Regions from separate parts of the Zea mays genome. Here regions 1 and 3 are each linked to region 2. The links are chromatin contacts, called in public Hi-C maps. All regions are on one chromosome and are shown on one strand. Each heading gives the region's core, a stretch centred on a gene start, on an enhancer-like site or on the middle of the called end of the contact. The rest is flanking DNA. Distances are from core to core; before and after follow the strand shown.

What was found. A called contact is a pair of places that touch in the nucleus more often than the background predicts.
Region 1: a Hi-C map of leaf shows a contact between it and region 2, with 4 times the contacts expected there. The contact joins the promoter of LOC100383969 here to the enhancer-like site in region 2. A contact is called at or near these places in 6 of 25 Hi-C or Micro-C datasets (bundle sheath, ear, endosperm and 2 more).
Region 3: a Hi-C map of an unstated tissue shows a contact between it and region 2, with 3 times the contacts expected there. The contact joins two enhancer-like sites. A contact is called at or near these places in 5 of 25 Hi-C or Micro-C datasets (ear, endosperm, leaf and 2 more).

The regions. Positions count from the first base shown.
Region 1 is chr1:185,039,873-185,043,124 of Zm-B73-REFERENCE-NAM-5.0, reverse strand. LOC100383969 reads left to right here and starts at 1,391. Exons shown (of 22, transcript NM_001362235.1): 1 at 1,391-1,626; 2 at 2,271-2,321; 3 at 2,467-2,558. The coding sequence starts at 1,479.
Region 2 is chr1:185,277,765-185,281,106 of Zm-B73-REFERENCE-NAM-5.0, reverse strand. It overlaps LOC103641258 (ubiquitin carboxyl-terminal hydrolase MINDY-2), which reads left to right. Exons shown (of 28, transcript XM_035964171.1): 27 at 803-1,124; 28 at 1,204-2,358. Among protein-coding and RNA genes, the nearest start is that of LOC118476086, 3.3 kb to the left of the region's middle. Within about 2 kb of position 1,981, at least 4 of the 20 cell types and tissues checked have an H3K27ac peak or open chromatin away from gene starts, as enhancers often do. A contact at or near this core is called in leaf, where this site is marked.
Region 3 is chr1:185,022,479-185,025,721 of Zm-B73-REFERENCE-NAM-5.0, reverse strand. LOC100383969 reads left to right here. Exons shown (of 22, transcript NM_001362235.1): 18 at 19-150; 19 at 224-442; 20 at 552-758; 21 at 833-1,091; 22 at 1,194-1,979. The coding sequence ends at 1,843. Among protein-coding and RNA genes, the nearest start is that of LOC100383969, 18 kb to the left of the region's middle. Within about 2 kb of position 1,386, at least 8 of the 20 cell types and tissues checked have an H3K27ac peak or open chromatin away from gene starts, as enhancers often do. A contact at or near this core is called in leaf, where this site is marked.

The DNA of each region.
Region 1 (3,252 bases), core at 142-2,641, 240 kb after region 2:
GTCAGACATCAGCCCTGTTTGTTTCAGCTTTTTGAGCTTCTGGCCACCAAAAGCTATTGCGGACTGCCAAACGCTCAGTTTTTCAGTTAGCTTCTATAAAATTCGTTTGGGTAAAAACCATTCAAAATCAACATAAACACATAATCGGTTGAGTCGTTGCAATAGTAGTAATCCGTCACTTTCTAAATCCTGAGTCCTATGGACACCTTTATCTTCTTCCACACGTAATTCTAATGATATTCAGATTCTCTACACAGCCAGATTCTCCCCACAGCCAGATTCTCAGAAAAGCTGGTCAGAAAAAAGTTGAACCAAACAGGCCCATCGTTTGTTAAGGAGTCAGTAATAGAATCTGTAATGGAGTTATTGGGCTATATAGGCCATATTTAGGGATGGCAGCGGGTCGGGTAAAGTGCGGGTAAGCCATTTACCCGCCCGCTAACATATCCGCGCCTCTAGTGCTTACCCGTGCCCGCGAGAGCTTGCGGGTAAAATTTTCGACCCGTGCCCGTACCCGCAGGATATCCGCGGATATCGGGCAACCTGTTACCCGCTAGAAAATACCATAGAGTATGTGGTCATGTTCATTTTACCAAGAACACAACAACTTGACAGACATAATATAATGACAAGGAACATAGTTCAAACTTAAAAGTCCACAAACATGATCGATCATCCACAAACATAAGTCTCAAACTCTTAAGATAATTAATTATTACAACACAATGTTTTAGGATAAAATGAACACATGGGCGATATTTTGATGGGCTAGTAAATTAAGCGGGTAACGGGTAATACCCGCGGGTGAAATTTTATATCCGTCAATTACCCGCGGGTGAGAAGTGTTGTCCGTATTCTTACCCGTGGGCGAGATTTCTTACCCGTATCCATGCCCATCGGGTACGAAACCCACGGATATCCGTGCCCGCGGGTAGAATTGCCATCCCTAGCCATATTAGTATCGTAATGGGCCATAAATAACAGGTTAGCAGTGTTGATGGAGTGCTTATAAGGGTATGTTTGATTTGACTTTGACTTTTGCCTCCCTAAAAGTCAAAAGCCAATCAAAGGGCTAGATCCAGGAGTAGCTTTTTCTAAAAGCCGACTTTCTCATAGTGCAAATCTGAAAGCATCCCTGAACCTGCTTTTAGTGACTTTTCGGATGGAACTGTGAAAACATATATCGAAAAATTTTTAACGACTTTTAGTGGTTTCCACCAAACAGTTTTTTAGTTTTTTAACAGCTTACAGCTTACAGCAGCTTTTTCCACAGCTCACAGCCCACAACAATTTTTTTCACGGCCACATTCCAACCAAACAGACCCTAGTTACTTATCATGCATCTTGTGCCACATACAAAATCTGAAAGGAATCAAATCAGTTTCAACTACCTAAATACTCTGTTCTTCGTCGCTTGCTCTTCCGGCTCACGGCGGTGGTCTCCGGCCAAGGGGTCGTCACATACAAGGACCAGCGAGATGGGCGGCGAGGCTGAGCCTGACAACGCGGTGCTCTTCGTTGGGGTGTCGCTGGTGCTGGGCATCGCCTCCCGGCACCTCCTCCGCGGCACCCGCGTGCCCTACACCGTCGCCCTTCTCGTCCTCGGCGTCGCGCTTGGATCCCTCGGTAAGTTAGGTTGCTTTCCATTTCCTCCTTCATTATTCATCTATCTATAGATGGGATGGGATTTCCGAAACTGAATCCAGCAGTGCCTCTTCCGCTTTCGTAATTAATTAATCCGCAACCATCTGCCAGGACCAGGAGCTCTCAGTTCAGTCGCTCTCATCCTTGTTACAGTAAACACCCTTTAATTGCCATGGATAATTAATTCATTATACGACAGAGCGACTTATTAGCGGCTGCTGCTGCTACTACTATTTCTATTTCTATTTCAGTCAGCTCAGTTGATCAGGATACTACACTAGTAGTAGCCCTTCTTTTGTGTAATCAACTTCTAGAGTTCTCATAAGTTAATTTTTTTGCAACTTCGACCAACTTTATGGAGAATAATATCAACATCTATGAGAGTAAATAAACATTCTATAAAAGTATATTTTATGGCGTATCTAATGATACTAATTTTATCTCATAAATGTTGGTAATGTCTTTTATAAATCCAGTCAAACTTATAAAAGTTTCATTTGGTACAATGGTTGAAGTAGATGCCACGGATGTAGTAATATAATAATGGCCCCCGCCTCAGTTTTCTCTCTTTATTGTACTTGCTCTGCTGCTAAGCAGTACTATTTTCTTTCTCTGATGACCTCCAGAGTACGGAACACAACATGGTCTAGGCAAGCTTGGAGCTGGAATTCGTATCTGTAAGTTTCTTATACTGCTATTCATTCTTATTGATTGTTACTTCAGTTCCTTCCACATGTATGTATAGGTACCTAATTCAATTCCCTACCTGGTTTGATTTCATTCATCATTCTGTTAATTATTTCCCTTTCAATTAATTTGCAGGGGCTAACATAAACCCTGATCTTCTGCTGGCTGTTTTTCTACCTGCCCTCCTCTTTGAAAGCTCCTTCTCCATGGAAGTACACCAAATAAAGGTACATCATGTGATGTTTGTTTATCCTCTGTGCACGCTCAATGTGGGAGTAAACTAAGATATGATAACAATAATGCTTGTTCACACTCAAAAGTTTTCTTTTATGTCTAAATCATTTCAGTTTCTCTCTTAAAATGTTACTGTCAACACTGGATGGCCCTTACTCCTGCCTGTTGCACTTCTCTGTTATGCTGTTCATTACTTCATTTGTGTGCTGGTCCTCAGTTATTACTTCTGGGTTTAGACACTATTCTTCCTACTAGACAACTACTTTGGTGCTAAATATTCAAAAAATCTGTAATGAGTAGCACCTTCCTATTCAGCTAACTCACCCCAAAGCCTCCTAGCCACTGCACATTCAAAAAAATGATGAAAAATGTTCTCCAAACCTCCACAAAAGAGACAGCTACCATTCTCACTTTGGCTAATTTACCTCTAGACAACTTGTTCTTCGATAAGCGCACAAAAAGACATGAACCCTCAGAGGGGTCCTAGGATTCCAAACTGCAGGGGTGTAGTATGCAGGAGTCACACACCGGAAACTGATGCTCCTATATAGAGATTGCGAGTAGTACAGCACACCCCCGTATTGCCCAAATAATCCCACCCTGATTATCTGTTAGGACAAGGGTGGAGGCTATCTGAATCAGCTCATCCCTTTGCCTTGTGAGCTTATGGTCAACACATCCTCTAGA
Region 2 (3,342 bases), core at 732-3,231:
AAATCCATTGGACGTAATAAATATTATGTGAGTTTTATAGATGATTTCAGTAAGTATACATGGATTTTCATGCTCAAAAACAAATCTGATGTCTTTCAAGTCTTTCGTAATTTTCAAAACCTTATTGAGAGACAATTCGATCAAAAGATTCTTACAATGCAAACTGATTGGGGTGGTGAGTATGAGAAATTAAACTCCTTTTTTCAAAAAAATTGGGATTACCCACCATGTCTCTTGTCCACATGCCCATCAACAAAACAGTTCTGCTGAAAGAAAACATCGCCATATCGTTGAAGTTGGCCTTGCTGTTCTTGCAAACGCTTCCATGCCTTTAAAGTTTTGGGACGAGGCTTTCATAACCGCTATACATCTCATCAACCTTCTCCCATCTCGAGTAATTCAAATGAAAACTCCTACTGAACTCCTCCTTGGGCACAAACCTGTCTACTCTCACTTAAGAATCTTTGGTTCGGCTTGCTGGCCAAATCTTCGTCCATACATCACTCACAAGTTAGCTTTCTGCTCTACTAAATGTGTGTTCATTGGCTATAGTCCCTTGCATAAAGGGTTCAAGTGTCTAGAACCAAAAACAGGAAGAGTCTATATTTCTCGGGTTGTTGTGTTTGATGAGCAAATTTTTCCCTTCTCTGAACTTCATGAAAATGCAGGGGCTAGGCTTAGAAAAGAAATTCTCCTCCTACCACATCACCTTCAACCAAACTCTCATTCCATAGGGGACAAATCGAGTAATGCTCAATTGGTTAATGCTACTGATTCTATGTTAAGCTGCGATGATGTGCAGGAATCTGGAAGTAATAATGGTGTTGAAGAAATTGGCTGACCAGATGATGAATCGGCTCCGGCATATACACCAATGCAAACTGGTGTGCATTTGGCACTGAAGAGCAAGATCAATCCCAAGGTCAGAGGCAGCCTCAATCGACTACTCAGTATTCATAACGACTGTGGCTGTCATCGGCATGGAACCCGTTCTTCTTAGGCATGTTCATGAACAGTCCCATCGATGGATGGTAAAGGTCAGAGTAACATGGATAACAACACATTTGGACAGCCGCGATCCTACGAACATAATCAGGCTTAACTTTGTCATGCTCGATGAAGAGGTAATCACACTTTTCAAAATCTGTTTCCATCATTAAAGTTCTGTATTCAAATTTGTCACTGATTATGCCTTCTCCACAGTCTGATACAATGGAATGGATGCTGAGATTCAGCAAGAGTGGATTCCTGCTTTCATGCCGAAAATACGAGAATATTACATAAGATATTTCCGTGTCGTTGCTCAAGCACGAGATACATATCATGCTATGGACAAACCCATAATGGCAAGGTATACTAATGTTACTGAGATATCACCGTTACCCTTGGATTTCCCTAGGTATGCATGCAGTTTGGTGCCATTCCAAACATTGAGAGAAAGGGACAAAGACAACACGGTCTGTTCAGGTACATTATGATTTGGGTGCAAATCATAATCTGATCTTAAATGATTTGGGTGCAGTGAAACAGCATCCGTTGCATTATGGGGCTCCCACGCTGACGATTTCAATGCTGACGAATACATGCAGACAAGAGCCACTGGTTTTCCTTTTTCGTTGGTTTGACAAGTCGTATATTTAAGGGTGCGTCCTTTTCCTTTGTAACACACGAAAATGTATCCTTAATTTCAAAATACATGTTGTGTCTATGTTCGCCTCTGTCATTATTGCTCTTTGTTTCAGACTCCATATCTCTTCAAGGATCTTTGATCTGCAAGTGGTTTGCTGAACCAGATCTTCCAGAAGCCCATTCGCTACGCGAGAGATACATAGCGTAAGCGTATTTCTAGATTACGTGCTTTACATTGTGTATCAGGAAAAAAAAATTGTGTTGTGAAAGCTGCGTGGTGACCGGGAGCGGCAGAGGAGGTAGATATTTCCTGAAGAATTCAGATGGCCAGTGGTAGGTAGCCATGTGGACGTTTGTGATCTGTTGACGGTAAAAAAAAATGGACGGTTGGAATTAAACGGTGACGTAGACCATCCGGATGGCCAGCTTGGCCGGCTGCTTTAATATAGGTAATAATAATGTTGTTAAACAAAATCTGCCTGCAGGTGAAGGTGGAGGAGATGGGGGTGGACCCAAGGTGCTGAAAAAAACACCTTTTATTAAGATGGTGGAGGCGTGGAGCTAACGAGTGAGAGCGACATATATCTTATTATTAGAACAACTTCAATAGTTCTCTAAAATTTAGTTCCCTAAATTTTTTTAGAGAGTTGGTAAACAAGTTTTGGAAGTTAAAGCTGTGTATCTCCAACAGTTCTTAATATTAATGGAGCAAATCTTTTTTTGAATCAATCTTGTGGGCCAGCTTCACTAATTTTACCGATCCCTAGTTGCAAGTTCCAATCGCCAGTTCCATCTCCTGTACTGTCAGAATCATCTGCAAGGTCACTGCTTCGCCGTCAGACAGATTGACTCCTAGTTCTGCATGACACATATTTGTCAACTAAAATATCACTTTCCTTTACGCCCCGTTTGGATCATTGGAATTGAATTCCATTCTAATAATAGTAATTTAGGCATAAATCAATTAAGCTAATTCGATTTTATGTAAAATATATTTATATACTACTATTAGCAAGATGTGAGAGATATTTATGTGCTACATTTTTACTATAGAGGAGTGAGACAAAGAGTGTTATATAAGTTACACAGTTGAAACAAATTCTACTAATGCACAAAATCATTTCCCACCCTCCACCCCATGAATTTGAGATAGACTTATATCTTAACTTTGGAAAGTGGTGGAATCACAAATTCCAAACTAAATAAGTTACTTTATTGAGTGAATTCCAATTCCTCTAAAATGAAGGGATCCAAACGCCCCGTTAAGGATAACTCCTAGTTCTGCATGGCACATATTTGTCAACTGGAATATCACTTTCCCTTAAGGACAACAGCCGCAGTATCCAAAGCCAACGGGGGAGCGGGCTGCTAGCGTCAACGGAGCCGGGTCCGGGTTGTGCATCTTCTTTTTTGGAATTATATCTTGAAAGTATCAAGTTAAACGTGCTTGACTTGAAGTAATTTGGGATATATGACCAATCGGGAAGTTTTCTCGGGTGCGCATGAGTGAGGACAAATTACGCATAAAAGACTCGTGTTGACCTGTGGATACAATATATGATCCTAGCGAGCTGCCATGAGTAAGTAGCGCTAGTTCAGGGATTGGACGGAGTGTTACAAGTGGTATCAGAGCCGATCCTCGAGGTTTCACAGGCGTGTGTGGGCTAGGGGGTTCGGGTATATGGCGCATGTAGGCCCGGAGTGGTCACATGG
Region 3 (3,243 bases), core at 137-2,636, 250 kb after region 2:
CCCACCCAACAATTTCAGGTGCTACGAGTGCTAAAGACACGACAAGTCACATATTCTGTGCTGACACACTTGAGTGAGTATATTCAAAACCTCCAGAAGACTGGGCTGCTGGAAGAGAAGGAAATGGTCCATTTAGATGATGCTCTGCAGGTAGCTGGAATATTTAACTTACAGTAAATATGCTTTATATAACTCTAGTAAGCCATGCTAATTCACTTGGCAGACAGACTTGAAGAAGTTGCAGAGGAATCCACCAATAGTGAAAATGCCAAGAGTCAGTGATCTTCTGAACACTCATCCTTTAGTTGGCGCGCTGCCTGCTGCTGTACGTGATACTTTGCTAAGCAATACGAAGGAAACCCTGCGAGGGCAGGGCACAACGCTGTATAGAGAAGGATCCAGGCCAACCGGTATCTGGCTTGTTTCTATTGGTGTAGTGAAGGTCTGTCCGCGCCTCAACAACACTAGACAAAATTCTGTTGGGGAAGAATTGTTCGTTCTAATGAGCATTTTATTCCCCCACTTTTTTTAAAAAAAATTTCCAACAACAGTGGACAAGTCAGAGATTAAGCAGAAGGCATTCCTTGGATCCAATTTTATCGCATGGGAGCACTCTGGGTCTGTATGAGGTGCTGATTGGAAAGCCATATATCTGTGACATGACCACAGATTCGATGGTACAGTGTTTCTTCATCGAAACTGAAAAGATAGAAGAGCTGCTCCATTCAGATCCTTCGATTGAGATTTTCCTGTGGCAGGTAATAAATAAATACTTACTCATACTACACATACACTAGTAGTAGTATAGTAAATCATGGATGGATGTTGGCAGGAAAGTGCTCTGGTGCTTGCCAGGCTTTTGGTCCCTCATAGATTCGAGAAAATGGGAATGCATGAGATGAGGGTTCTGGTTGCTGAAAGGTCGACGATGAACATATACATCAAGGGAGAAGACTTGGAAGTGGAGCAGAATTGCATTGGCATTTTGCTGGAAGGGTTCTTGAAGATCGAGAACCTGACTCTCATCACGCCCCCAGCGTTGCTTCTGCCATGGAATGCTGACTTGAGCTTATTCGGTCTCGAGTCCTCAGGTCTCTTTATTATTTATTAATTACTACATACGTATGTTTTTTTGCCTAAACAAATGAAGAGACGAAGAAAGGCTCTGAGCTCTGTCTGTCTGTGGGGTATAGACTACTGCCATACTGCACGCAGGTATCAGGTGGAAGCCAGAGCGCGGATCATCTTCTTCGACGAGGCAGAGGCCGCCCATCTTCATGTTCAGACAAGTGCGTCGCTGCCCCAAGGTGAGCCAGCACGGAGCATGAGCAAGGAGCACAGCGGCTTGCTCAGCTGGCCCGAGAGCTTCCGGAGGTCTCGTGGCAGCCTAGGCTTAGCAGCTGAGATGCTGCCGGGCGGCTTGTCTTCCAGGGCCCTGCAACTGAGCATGTACGGGGGCAGCGTGGTGAGCCTCTCCTCCGGCCAGCAGGGTCACCGGCGGCAGAGGCCACGTCATCGCGTGCAGGCGGCCACGACGATGACAAACCAGAAGAAGCACAGCTCTTCCTACCCCAGGATGCCATCCATATCCAAGGAGCGGCATCTGCTCTCCGTGCAGTCGGAGGGCTCCAACATGAAGAGAGTGGCAGCTCTACCTGAGGTTGCTGCCACCGCTCCTGCTCCGGCAGGGGCAGCACAGGGGCAGCGGAGGGCTATGAACTTGCAGGAGGAATACAACTCGAGCGAAGACTCCGCCGGCGAAGAAGTCATCGTCAGAGTTGACTCGCCCAGCATGCTCTCTTTCCGTGAGTCCACCGCCGTGCCTCCGCCCCAGGAGCAGTAGCTGGATGCCTGGATGTGGTCTTCTCTTCTCGTGTATTGTATTGTACTGTATGTATTGTATCAGGGAAGCTTTGGCGCAGTGGTGTGGTGTGGTGTGGTGTGGTAAACAAAATAAATAAAACACATTTCCGCGTTCCATATTTTCTCTTCATGATCACCGAATAAATAAAAGAAACAGAGACAATGATGCGGAAGAAAAATGCGCTCTTTCTGTCTGGACCCGCCGCCGCCTCAACTTACGAGACCAACAAAAACTGGGTGCAACCCATTCTTCTTCCTCGGACTAATGACACCGCAAGTCCGCAACTCATGGAAACTCGTGCCGGTAGCAGCTCAAAAACAACTAGGTCAGCAACAGACAGAACATCATTGATCTGTGCACCTCTATGAATCATCTTATTTCCATCTTGTTTTCTTGCTATGCCTAGATCCTTTACCTCCTTTGTGTCTTCCTTCAACTGTTCTAATACATTCTCTAGGCCAGCAACTAGGACGAGTACTTTGGACACTTATTCAGCATTGCTATCTATTACTGAATTGTGTGTCACAAATATATATATATATATATATATATATATATATATATATATATATTAGTGAGCCTTTCTAAAGCTCCAACATTGTCTCGAGCAGAACAGGTACTTATTCACACCTTTTGCTTGTTTCTTTGTTTCTATTTTGTACTAACAATGACAAGAACATTTCATCCGAAGCTCCGTGACATGATGAGAGTTATGATGCACTCAACATGAACACTGAAAGGTTTAAGAGAGTTTTAGGACTTGTTGAACAGATGGACACGATGGAGACTCACCTACCACACCCTACAACTTCTGCAGGTGATTCTATCCATGTTTTTTTCCATCTTATGATGGTATATATGCTAAAAAATATATCGAGTGGGAAACTAAGATAGATTGTCTTTTTCAGAATATTTTATGTGTGAACAGAAAAAGAACAAAAAGGCCCCTAGTGTTTTGACCCATTCTGCTTTATCTTGGTGGGAGTCATTAACTCCATCTGATAAACCACAAACTTGGGCTAATATGAAAATGCTTATGAGAGAACGATTTGTTTCTTCCAATGATGTCATGCCTTCAAATAAACTTGAGTTTCCTTTATTGCATTATGATTGTACTAGTAATTCTTGTGATAAAAAAGAGTTGTGTGATGATTCTTCTATTACTTATATGCCACAACTTGAGCACAAACTTGATATTGTTTCTTCCTATCCTGTAATTGTGCTGAACTTAGAACATTCAATTCTATAACTAGTGTGCATGATGAGCTGAACTTATTATCTTTTTAAATAGTTTGGGCTATATTGAATTTGATGTTCCATGTAATCTAAATAATTTAGAGGAGAAACTTTCTTTTAGTGTTGATTTGCTATGGTTATCT